Regions from separate parts of the Anser cygnoides genome. Here regions 2 and 3 are each linked to region 1. A link is a contact called in public Hi-C data. All regions are on one chromosome and are shown on one strand. Each heading gives the region's core, a stretch centred on a gene start, on an enhancer-like site or on the middle of the called end of the contact. The rest is flanking DNA. Distances are from core to core; before and after follow the strand shown. Region 1 holds the start of PHYH (phytanoyl-CoA 2-hydroxylase). Region 2 holds the start of UPF2 (UPF2 regulator of nonsense mediated mRNA decay). Region 3 holds the start of NUDT5 (nudix hydrolase 5).

Region 1 (3,940 bases), core at 910-3,409:
TAGCTACATCACGAGGGGTCTGTGTCAGAACTGGCACGTGTAGTATTGTTCGTCTTTTGTCTTTTTGATGTCTCGTACCTGAATTTTGTCACAGGTGAAGATTTATTGGGGTTCCTGTCTCTTTGGATTGTGAAGGTAATTACAGCATATATCTGAATTATAAATAGAGCTTTCGGTGCAGTTGTAATTACAACTTCTGTAATAAAACTGCTACTCTTGTTGCTTTTTTTCCTTTCCCTTGAATTTGCTTTTAGAGAGACTCTTATTAACTTTTTGTTTACCTATGACTAAGGGTTTTCCTATAGATCAGGAGTCAAAGGTCTGCTGTTACTGGCAATAAAGGGCTGTGTGCTGTCACTGCTGCCGCTTGTTTTCCCCTCGTCATGCCTGCGTGCTTCCCTCTGACTACACAGAACAGTTTTGTCATATGAGAAGTGTTTTTCTGGGTTCCTGATCCTGTTTTTTCCCGCTTGTGTGAACACCCTCCCTTCTGTCACAGTCCCTGAAGGGAGTGACCAACCTCACTGAGCATGCATGGGACTGCTGGCCACATGAGCAAGAAACAGGATCGCGCTCCAGTCCGGGCAGCTGCCACAAATGACTACGTACCCTGCTGTGCTACATCTTTACTTAAGTCCTTGATAGTTTTGCCACTGAGTTTTGAAGGCGTTCAGGTTTGGTTTTAGGATGCAGGTGAAGTTCAGAAGCACTTCCTATCCATGCCTTCGTTTCTGTTTGTCTGTAGAGCTAACATACTGAGGCTCAGGATGTTGACAGCCGAGGTCTTGTTTCATCAAGACGCCACCTTGGATTCGAGCCCAACCTGTTGCACAATGGACTTGAGCTTCCTAAAGTAGCTGTGGTGCACACCCCATCATCGTGAGATGGCTCGGAGCAACAGGGGACGTGCTCTGCTGGAGAACTGTACAGCAGCGGTGACGGTGCATCTTCAGGAGCAGGGCCTGGCTGCGTCGCTCATGCAGAAGAGGGTTATGAAGGAATTGAGCAGGCGCTGGCATACAGTGGGTTGGCACAATAACGTCAATTCTTAGCGTAACTTCCCTCCAGTCCTGATGCTGCTACTTGGTGTATATTGCTGCAAAGTGTTTGTTAACGGTTTTTCCCTGCAGTTTGCTCTGTCCCGGTCAGACAAACGCCCCTAGCCGAGGGAATGGAGAAGGAAGCACGATGGCTAATTCCGTCATCAGAAACCTCACCTTTCAGCTGTGCCTGCCTCACAGCATAGCACTTTAAGGGAAAGCGAGGATGAACTGATTGCCACACCGATGGCACAAGCTAGTCTAAACGGTGACACAGGGGACCTGAAGCCCACTTTGGAGGAGTGGTAAGGCTCTAAAAGGAGCACTGGCAACAGCAGCTGTGCAAAAATAACAAAAATCACCTTTTGAGCCATGCTGGAGGTGTTTTAAGTCCCTTAATATTCCCAGGCTTCTCAGGTGACATGCTCACGGTGTTAGTTAAGGCAGAGGAGAGGATGCTAGGAGCAACCTACACCCATGCAGCACTTCTGAGCACGTGGACGTTTTAATGCTAAGGGCTCTTATCCTCCTACACCAGGATTTCCCTTCCAGGCTTTCTTCCTCACCCCGAACTCCCCAGGTGCAGCACTGTGACCTGCTTTGCTCCTTGGCCTCTTTGCTGACTTAAAAGCACCGGAGCTGCCGCAGGAGCTGGGCAGAAAGGGCACCCAGCACAGCATCCTGCATCCAGTGCAGATGTGATGGAGGCTGCAAGCATTCCAGGTCTGTATCAACGCAAGTAAGGCACTTAGGAAACGCACCCTGACACGGTGTTGAGGTGACTGCGGGGCCATAAAGATCTTTGCAAACTGATTCATGGAGAAACGAGGCAAGCTCTGAAAGTCTCCTGAGAGATGGGAGCTAAAAAAAAAAAAAAAGAGAATATTCCTGCCAGCCTCATCCGTGGTCTGTGACCGAGCGTGCCAAGCGCCGCTCTCTGCACAGGGCTGATTAAATCCTCGCAGCTCAGTAACTGCTGGCACAGAAAGGGAAAAACACGGGAAGGGGGGAGCGAGCAAAAAGCATGCTCGGAGCTTCCCCACGTACTTCCCAGCCTCCAGCGGGCCCTCCCACTCGCAAACCCTGCCAGGCCTTGGCTCCCTTTCTGCAGCCTCTCTGAGCATGCACGGCTGCTGGCGCATGTGCAGCCCAGGCAGCGGCTGCGGAGGGTGACGGGGCCCAGCTCCTCCCCGGGTGTTTGTAGGGTCAGGCTGCGGGACGAGCGCGATGGAGCAGCTGGGGAAGAGGTCGGGGCCGGCGGCTCGGCTGGACACCATCCTCCGGCACCTCTCGCCCCGGCTGGGGACAGCCCCTGCTCTTGTATCCTTTATGTCCGTGGGGAGGGAGGCGGTGAGACGTTGGCCCTCTTGGGGTGGGGGCCTTTTGGATGCCCCCACCCCGCTGCGTGCGCTTTCGCACACCTAGGAGGGCTTCGGTGGTGCTCTATGAGGATGCGCAGGCACCCCGGCTGCGGGGTGGGAGCGTGTGGCAGGCAGGTAGGCAGCAGGGCAGCGCGTGTCCTGGCCGTTTGGTTTTGGGGAGTCCCGCCCCAAAAACCTCTCGCCGCCTGGAGTTTCTTCCCCGTGCCCTACAACCCGGGCACGGGGCTGTGCATCTGGTGGGCCGGCCACCTTTTGGCATCGCTCCACAGCACGTGATGTTCCGGTCAGCTTTGCCTGCTCGTTTCTCGGGGTCTGCTCATAAAACACGCTGAAAACACAACACGCGTGTGCATCCTGCACCTGCCTGTGCGTCGGGAGCAGTGAGCAGGGGGATTTACCCTAAAGATTGATGTTCTGGGGGGAAATAAACCCTGCAGGGCTCAGCAATCACACAGCAAGTCTCAGACCTTGTCGGCAGCTGCAGACCTGACCATTAGACCAGCACCAGGAAAAGCTGCGAGGTTTTGTCTGTGCTGCACTGGTGAGTGGGAAAGGATGTAGGGATTTTGGAGGCTGCCTGCCTTACCATAGACCAAAGAAACAAGACTGGGGCAGACAGTTTTCACCCTGGTCTGTTCCACGTTTCCAAAAGTTAAATGAAGACTGCCTGCTGGTACTATTTTTAAAGCTGCTGCCTTAAATTTTGCTGTTTTTAAAAAATAAAAAATAAATTAAATGCTGCTGATTCTCAGTGAGAGCTGAACGCTGGCAAGTTTTCTGAATTATAATAAATTAGTGAAGAGGATGTGATCAAGCAGCACATAAAAGTCTCCAAATGTATAAAAACTCTAAAGATGTACGGATAGCAGTTAACTCAGGCTGGTAAGAGACACAGGTGCAAGCAGGGGCACAAAATCAGACATAAATGCAAGGAAAAGCACCCTGGTTGTAAGGGGAGTACGTTCCTGATGGGATCCTAAAGTGTTTCCCCATTAGTGTTAGGTTTACTTGTGTTTTTTCAGGCAAACCCAGGGGACCCCCCAGGTCTGTATCCAGTTTCAGGCACTGCTGTTATTAAATCTAGACATAAAGGCTGTGACATGAAGAGCTTTGGACAAAACTATGATTAAACTGGGCTGGAACAAGGAGGGTGTGGGGGTAAGGTAAATAACAGAAACTGGTAAGAACGGGTTTATTTGACATATGTTCCCTCGGTGCACCAGTTTTGTTTTAATCCCTGGCTCTGAGGAATCTGCCATGACAGTCACCTTTCCACCCCAACAATGTCTCCTTTTACAGAGGAAGAAATACCTTGGCGGTGATACTGGTCACACCAGAGTCACAAAATAGGAAGCGGCCCCAAACCACGGGAGCTCTGAGCTGCTCTGCTGGGGTGCAGATGTGTGCAGCCACTTCTCCCTGCTTAGTAAATCCTCCGGCAGGAGTTAACTGCCTTCTGCCAGCTTGCCCCAAGGCCCAACCTGCCCAGCCTGGAGAAGAGTGTCCTGATCTCTCTGT
Region 2 (3,940 bases), core at 795-3,294, 470 kb after region 1:
GGCCAGTACTTGGCATGAGTGCAATTACTCTCTGAACAGTGTGCATGTTTGGTGCCAGTAACTGAAGAAACCTACTGAAAAAGTTGGGAAGAGCTTCAAGAATTAAAAAACTGAATGACACACTTTACATCTGAAACTTAGGTAATGAGATCCACCTGGATTATTTTTTTTTTAGTAAATTAGTAGGAAAACCTGATCAGTATTTAAGCAGCCACAGATGAAACAGATACTTTATAAGGAAAAGCTTTCTGATCTATCAAAGGTAAAACAGCATTTGTTTACAGCGTCTTTACCAAAGAGAGTTCCAATGAAGTTGTAGCTGTGGCTGGTGGGGAATGTGGTGTAAATACAGAAAGTACTACTGTTTCAGACTTTTAGTGATGGTGCATTTTATTCATGCTAGAAAAGGTAGCAATACCATTCTGCAAAATAAAAGAAGCCAACATTTCTTGATGTAAGGCTACTGAACCTGCAATTTAGCCCTAATATAATGCTGAGTCTGCCTTTTTTAAACCATAACAGAAAAGCTGCATTCAGAGGCATCCACTCTACATTATTGGTGTTTTTCCAAAAACACCAGTATCTTTGTAGATATCCTCCCCTTTTAACCCCTCTTTTCTCTGTTTAGCACATCACATGGATCTTCCCCATTCCAGCAAATCAGTTTAAGCAACCCAGTAACCATCTTGGGAGGCAAATGATGTCTTCGTGCCACAAAGACACTTGAACAATCGATGTAAATAAGAAGCATGACTTCACCCCTTCAAATATTCATAAACTTTTCCAGACGGAGATTTTCGGATGTGTCTGCAAAATGAGGCATGAACAGCAGGAGGAGGGCTCTTTCCTGGAAAAAAACCTGTCCAGCCCCGTACCAGCTGGCAGAGTACACAAAAACCAAGTCGGTAAGCAGTCTCATATTCGGGCTGCCTCTTCCCTGTGATTAAAAGTGGGATTAACAGAGGAAAAATCCTGTTTTGGACTGCCTCTTTGCCTCTTCCCTGTGACTAAAGTGGGTTTAACAGCAGAATAATCTCATTTTGCCCCTCGAGGCTTGGCCGTGATGTTGCAGTCAGGTGTGTGTGTGCTCACCCTAAGCCTGGAGGGGCACAAATACCTCACTGTACCTAAGTGACAGCTCACAGGAGCCCGAGTGCTTGGGCCCCTCACTACCAGAAGGACATCGAGGCCCTGGAACGTGCCCAGAGAAGGGCTACGAAGCTGGTGAAGGGCCTGGAGCACAAGTCCTGTGAGGAGCAGCTGAGGGAACTGGGGTTGTTTGGTCTGGAGAAGAGGACGCTCAGGGCAGACCTTATTGCTCTCTGCAGCTACCTGAAAGGAAGCTGTGGGGAGCTGGGGTTCGGCCTCTTCTCACAGGTAACTAGTGATAGGACCAGAGGGAATGGCCTCAAGTTGTGCCAGGGGAGGTTCAGGTTGGAAATGAGGAGACATTTCTTCTCAGAAAGAGCAGTCAGGCACTGGGACGGGTTGCCCAGGGAGGTGGTGGGGTCACCGTCCCTGGGGGTGTTCAAGGAAAGGTTGGACGTGGTGCTTAGGGACAGGGTTTAGTGGGTGACATTGGTGGTAGGGGGTGGTTGGACCAGGTGACCTTGGAGGGCTTTTCCAACCCTAATGATTCTGTGATTCTATGAAAATAAACACCTGAGTGCTTAAGGAACTGGATCTTAACCCCAAAATACCCACTTATTGAGGCCGGACCGTGCCAGACCTTTCACGTGGGGCTAATTTCGGGCCGCCTCACGGCCAGCGCCGTGTGGGACGCGTGCTCTGAGGTAATTTGGGGTTTTCTGCCCCCAAAATTTGCGTCTGGCAGAGGGCAGGCGGACTCATGGCCTCGGGGAACGGCGGAGTTTAACGTCGGCCCGAGCAGCGTGACGCGACGCGAGGCTACAGGGGCGAAAAACGTCACGGCGGTGACGTCACGCGGCACCACACGGCGTCCCCCGCCCCCCCCCCTTCCCTCAGCCACTTCCGCCTCCGCACCCCGCCGGTAACCCGAGCACGGCCGCCCTCCTTCAGGACCCCCACCCGGGGCTGCCCCGCGCGCTGCCTGCCTCCCTGCCTCCACCAACCTCCCTCCGCCGGGCCTTACGGGGCGGCCACAACGGCGAGCACCGAGCCGCCTCCTCACCCTTAATTTCTCGGTTGGGCGGCGGGAGGCGAGCGGCGGGGCTCGGCCCGGGGAGCGACGCTTCGGCTCAGGCAGCGCGGAGGGCGGCCGCGGGCACGGAGAGCGGCGTGAGGGGAGAGGGGGCCTCGAGCGGCGGCGGCGGCGGCGGCCGGGCGATGCCTGCACCGGGCCGAGGTGGCGGGGGCGGGGGCGTGAGGGGAGCACCGGGACGTGAGGGGAGGGAGGGTGATGGGGGCGGGAGGGGGAGGCCGGGGACGGCGGGGGGGAACCGGAGATGGGGGGGGGGAACCGGGGACGGCGGCTGAGGGAGGCGCTGAGGGAGCCTGGGGGGGGCTGAGGGGGGCGGCGGGGCCGTGAGGTGGCACCGGGGGGGCTGAAAGGGGAAGGGGAGGAAGGGGGGGAAGCGAAGGGGTTTGGGGACGGCTGCCCTCGGGGGACGGGGAGAAGGAGGAGCCGGGGGTGTAACACCGCAGCGGTTCTGTTGTCCCACGCGCACCGATTTGCCTTCACTCCCCTTCCCCCCCCCCCCCCCAGGGCAGGGCAGCTCCGCCAACACAACGCTCCTGGGGGAGGCGTGGAAGCGAAAGTAAAAGCGGCCGGCTGGTCAACCCGCCGGCCCCTGCCCTGATTTGCACCGCAGCTCCTCAAAACTTCCATTCCCTAGCGATGGGGTTGCTAACCCTGCTCAGCTCCTTCGTTCTCTGATGCTTTTCGCGGTGTCAGAAGCGGGACTTGTTGCCTGCGTTGTGTAGCCCCCCTACCTAACAGCGTACCTAACGGAGGAATGTCTGTGATCAATTTAAATCCCGCTAGCAGCATGAAAAGCGTGTGAAAAAGCTCAGTGTTCCTCGTTAGTTTAGTAAAGTTGTGTCTTCATCCCGCTATACTTGAGAAAGATTTAAGTTTGTGGTGCTGCGGTCTTTGGCTACGGCTTTTCACCGATTTGAGAGGATCTAGAGCATCAGGCTAAGGTGTTGATGTTGCTCCTTTTATTCTGAATAGCGGCTACGTTAATAGTGCTGAATATCTCTTGTGAATCTTGTGTTTCCTTGAGGATAAGCAATTAGGTGGGCAATGTTTATGGGAAAGCATAAATGGAAAACTTTTGTTATTGTTGAACTTTTATTTATTTAAACTTCTGAGCCTGGAGTATTGTGAGCTGCTTCTGTCACTTTATCAAATACCAAGATTGGCGTGAAAAAAGCTTAAGTAGAAATTCAGCTAAAATAAAAAATACCCGCAACTCTTAAATAAGATTAGAGTGAGTTAATGTAGATCAAATAGTGAAAAAGGAGGCTTAGTAGTTTCTTCTGGGAAGATAGCATCTGTAAGTGATGGAACCAAGAAGCTAGTTCCAAAGAATTTAAATGTCATTACAGGAATGCACTGCTGAAAGCCCAAAAGCATATGGAACCCTTGTCTCCTGTCTGTCCTTTCCGTACTTTCTAATTTTCAGCTGTGAGTGCCGGTTCCTCCTATTTACTGGCTTTTGAAGCTTGTGTCATTATCTTGTCTTTCCAACAGTACGTTCACATAAGTATTAGGTACTAAATAAAAGTTTTAATCGATAAGTTTCTCTCGGAGTTGCCTTACTGTGCCTTTAATCTGGACCAAACTATGCGTGGCCTGACTTCCTGTGGCAATGAGACCTAGGCGAGCCTGCTGCCGTTTCCATTTCTCTCTGCTTCCACTAGTTTTTGAACCTTTTTTCAGCCAAACTGGGAGCTCTGGAGGTATAACCTCTCTACAGATCTTGTTAGAACCAGCGACTGAGAAAAATAATTCAGT
Region 3 (3,940 bases), core at 1,039-3,538, 420 kb after region 1:
TCAGGTTCCTGGCTGCTGTGCCAGCAGCTTTATGTTTTTTTGACTCAAATGACCCAGTGGTAACTGTATGAGAAAGAGCCTTCCTCTCTGAGGGCTGTGAGACAATGTCTGTTCTGAAACCTAACGCAGAGCTTTACCTTGCATCTGTAGATTTAATTGTCAGTCACCACGAATGTTTATGAAATAGGAGCTGTGTTGCCTCCTTTTTCTGAGCACCCTTGGCTAATGTGAGATACCAGACCTGCAGCCTTCAATTAGCCAAGTGGTATTTCAGCTTTGTAACTGCAGAAATTTTCAATTCTACACAGTCAGTTGGATTTGGAAAACATTACTTTTTTGGTAGAACTTTTTAAAATGTCACTCATATATAGAGTTATTGCACCCACTAGTGGAGAAGATCTTCAGTACAGAACCTGAGATGGATGAGTCTCATTTTCACTCATTGCACATTTTCGTGCTATTTCAAACTGAAGCCATCTTCAGTAATTTCTTGTAATTTTAGTCACAAATCATCCTTGAATCTGTCACTGCAGGAGAGAGCAAATTCTGTTGAAAAGAGCTTCTGGCATGAGATGAGCTCCTAGGGTGTATTTGTAATTGATGTAGGTAAGTATTAATACTGTTATAGAAAGCATTAATAAAGTTGCATATGAGATTTTGGGAACAACTGTGGTAATCTGTTTGAGAGAGATACGCAGATGCAGTTAATGTAGAAGGGTTACGATGATCAATGGAAGGGGATTTCTTTTGAGGGGGGATTAAAAGAGGAATAGTTATTCAGCCAGTCCTAAAAAAAGTTTAAGATCAACACCATTTGCTATCTCCTGTCTTTGATAGGTACATATTGTCAATCAGAAAGCTTATAATTCTTTCCAAACATTGGAGGTGCATTTCTTGTAGCTAGCTATGTGAATTTTCTATATTTTTGAAGCTGGATACTTAGGGCGTCGCACAGAGCCTAGTTTGACTGTCTCCTATGGATGACCAGGAGCCTTTTCAAACCAGTATGCTGGGCTGTGGTTCTTTTGCATGAGTTTCATGGAAAGCTTAATACTGTATGTTAGACTCACAGCGAGATACTGTGACTGTTTGCCAGTCACGTCTCTTAAATCCTAAGTGAGGAGGGTTTGAGTTAGCTTAAGAACAAACGGGCAACACTAATTGAACTAATATGGGATAAACGTAAGATAAGCAAGTAAGGTCCTAGAACAGTTTTTCATAGTAGTGGTAAGGTAGGCAATAACACTACATAATTTTAAGATGAAGCATCATTTCTTTTAGAAAGGATAATATAATGTAATTTTAGGATTAAAAAAGGGTAATATATTTTTGAAATGACAGAATTGGATTTAGTAAGTGAGGGTTCCTGTGCAAGTTTTATGTTACCTAAAGACAATTTGAAACTTTGACAACCGCTATGATGTACTGCATCCAACAAGACTGTCTTAAGATTTAAGAAAGAGCCTGCCCTTTGTACTTACTGAGGAAATGGATTTATGTACATTAGTTGTAATCCTTCTGATAACCAGACATAGCTTGTACTGTCTAGTCCTCTGAACTACTCTGTGAAGTTAAATACAAATCTTATATGTAAGAAAGCTGGTATAGCTCCATGCTCATGTATGTTTCGCAAGTGTGCTGTAGATTTTATCACAGAAGGATAAAGTAAGAATGAAAGTGCTAAAATTGGGCGTGACAGAGGTGAGCACTCACAGCATATAGTGTTCATTGCTAGAGAATCCTTATTAAACTATAGTTGGAGTCAAGGGAAAGGTTCCTGTTGACTTCATGGAAAGATTACAACCTTAAATGAACTCTTGAGAATAACAGAGATCTCTGAGATCTTGTCTCTCCTGGCATCTAAACTGAGTTGCTTCTTTGCACTGTCTTTTTATTTAAAATTAATTTTCAGGGCTTCAGTACAGGAACATAATATCAAAGATGAGCTTCCTTGGAATAATAGTTTCTGTGCCGAAAGTGCTGCATATCTCAGCAGTGAGACAGCCTTGCTTTGGGCATATCCAGGTGCCTTTTGCACGGTGTTGGCCACACCATTCCTAGTAAGGGAGAGTGACGTGCTTTGATCACGCTAACTCCACGTGCCACCTAGACTTGCAACACACAGGTGACTTTTTGACCTTGGAGTTTTTTTTGGGGGGGAAGAATTGAGCCATTTATGTACGTATATGTGATGTATGTAGGTTCTGGTTCTGATTCTTTCTCAATAATGTGCAACTTCTACTCCGGAAGTCCTTCTGGTGTAAGTTTTTTTTCCACTTTGACAGTGGAGTGCTTAGACTTGTTGTGGCAATGCTGCATTGACACTTCACTGAGCAGAATGAAACAATTCTACTAAATGGATCAACTTTGCTTCTGCGTGTGCCTGACCTTTGAACGGGTAAGGAGGGTATCTTCAGCCAGCACAGCTGTTCTGCAGTTGATAGGACTGTTACCAACTACGTAAGTCTGGGATTTGACCCAGACTTCCTTCGAAACCATCAGGTGGAGCTGAAAATGTGAATTGCACTTGCCATCACATGCTGTTAACTTTCTCTGGCAAGTTGGATTTGTTAATTTAGAATGCAGAAATGAACCTTTTAACTTTACTCTGAAAGCAAATATTGACTTTGTTTCATAGTAGTCTGGACTTTGCACAGGAGGGGAAAAGCCTGACATTCCTGAAAATGGCAACTGAGACATCCGCAGAAGTTCCGAAAACTGCTAGGCAATTCGTCCTTAAAGAAGAGGTATAACATGTTTGGTTTTGACACGTTTTATTGCTAAATAACAACTAGCTGAGACAGATCAGAATGTTTGTGAGTGCAGAGTAAGAAATGGTATAGATGCTGTAGGTTTGTAAAATCTATTCAGGCAGAGCACTTCTTCCTGATGGTCAAAGAGTTTAAAGAAGGTGACGTGGATGAGGAATATGTAATTCTTTTTGCGAAACAATCATACAAATTATCAAGGAGAGGGAGAGAAATCTACAGTGTTCAGTTTTTTTAAGCTTCAGCTTTTTTTTTCCTAATTTTATAGCTGTTTGTTGTATTGTCTGTTCAGGCTGTTTTCAATATTAAGAAATAATGTTGATTCCTCTCAGATACTGTAGAAATGGGTAGATTGTGAAAATGCTGTCTGTTCCTCTAAGATGAACCTCTAAGAGTTGCCTTAACATTTAGGATTTTATCTTCTCTGATATTTTCTGGAAGGATTTGAATTTAGATGATTGCTGTTCTAAAGACGTTAGTAAGGAGGTAGTAATATTTGTCAAAAACACTGTAGTTGCACCTTACCTTTACAGAATCAGAAAATATCAGGTCTTCAGAATGGAATTCTGAGGTACTTCTGGCTGCTTTTTAGGAGCATTTTCACCATAATTGAAACTATGAGTTTTTTTAGACCTTAGAACCTGTTTTGTTTTTGTTTTTCAGGTAATACTTGAATTTTATGCTCCTTTTTCTTCATAATACCTCTTAGGTTTTCTCCTTTGTAATATTGCACTCTTCAGTGTCATTAGAAGTTCATAATTAGATCTTAACATCTTCTAAGCCATTTAGCTTTTCGGTCATTTTCTGGGCATAGTTGAGGAGAATGTTTACCATGTGTCTGCCAGTCACCCTTATAGTGAAAGTGTTTTGGTCTTCAGCACCTGTGTGGCTTGATGTTGGAGAATCTTCTTTCGTGAACGTAGCTGCTGATCTTATTTTCTTCTACCTGCTTCTGGGAACCCACAGTCAGGCTGTTGTGAGCGAAAACACGTGGTATTTGCCCGTCAAAGTAATAGATCAAGCCATAAAAAATTGCTCATTCTAAAACTGAGTATGGTTAGTAGAACACGCCCTGAAAAGTGCCGTTGGGCCCTAAGTAAGGAGCTCTGCAAGGCAAGAGTTATGCTTCTAGGCCAGCTTCCAAAAGGTTTTAGTTGTGCACCTGACAAGGT

What was found. Hi-C and Micro-C count contacts between places; a contact is called where the count stands out from the background.
Region 2: a Hi-C map of liver shows a contact between it and region 1, with 8 times the contacts expected there. The contact joins the promoter of UPF2 here to the promoter of PHYH in region 1. A contact is called at or near these places in 2 of 7 Hi-C or Micro-C datasets (both in liver).
Region 3: a Hi-C map of liver shows a contact between it and region 1, with 4 times the contacts expected there. The contact joins the promoter of NUDT5 here to the promoter of PHYH in region 1. A contact is called at or near these places in 2 of 7 Hi-C or Micro-C datasets (both in liver).

The regions. Positions count from the first base shown.
Region 1 is chr1:7,217,321-7,221,260 of Taihu_goose_T2T_genome, reverse strand. It overlaps PHYH (phytanoyl-CoA 2-hydroxylase), which reads left to right and starts at 2,159. Exons shown (of 9, transcript XM_013197102.3): 1 at 2,159-2,360. The coding sequence starts at 2,268.
Region 2 is chr1:6,743,584-6,747,523 of Taihu_goose_T2T_genome, reverse strand. UPF2 (UPF2 regulator of nonsense mediated mRNA decay) reads left to right here and starts at 2,044. Exons shown (of 23, transcript XM_048062607.2): 1 at 2,044-2,329.
Region 3 is chr1:6,795,856-6,799,795 of Taihu_goose_T2T_genome, reverse strand. It overlaps NUDT5 (nudix hydrolase 5), which reads left to right and starts at 2,288. Exons shown (of 10, transcript XM_013197085.3): 1 at 2,288-2,398; 2 at 2,658-2,747. The coding sequence starts at 2,357.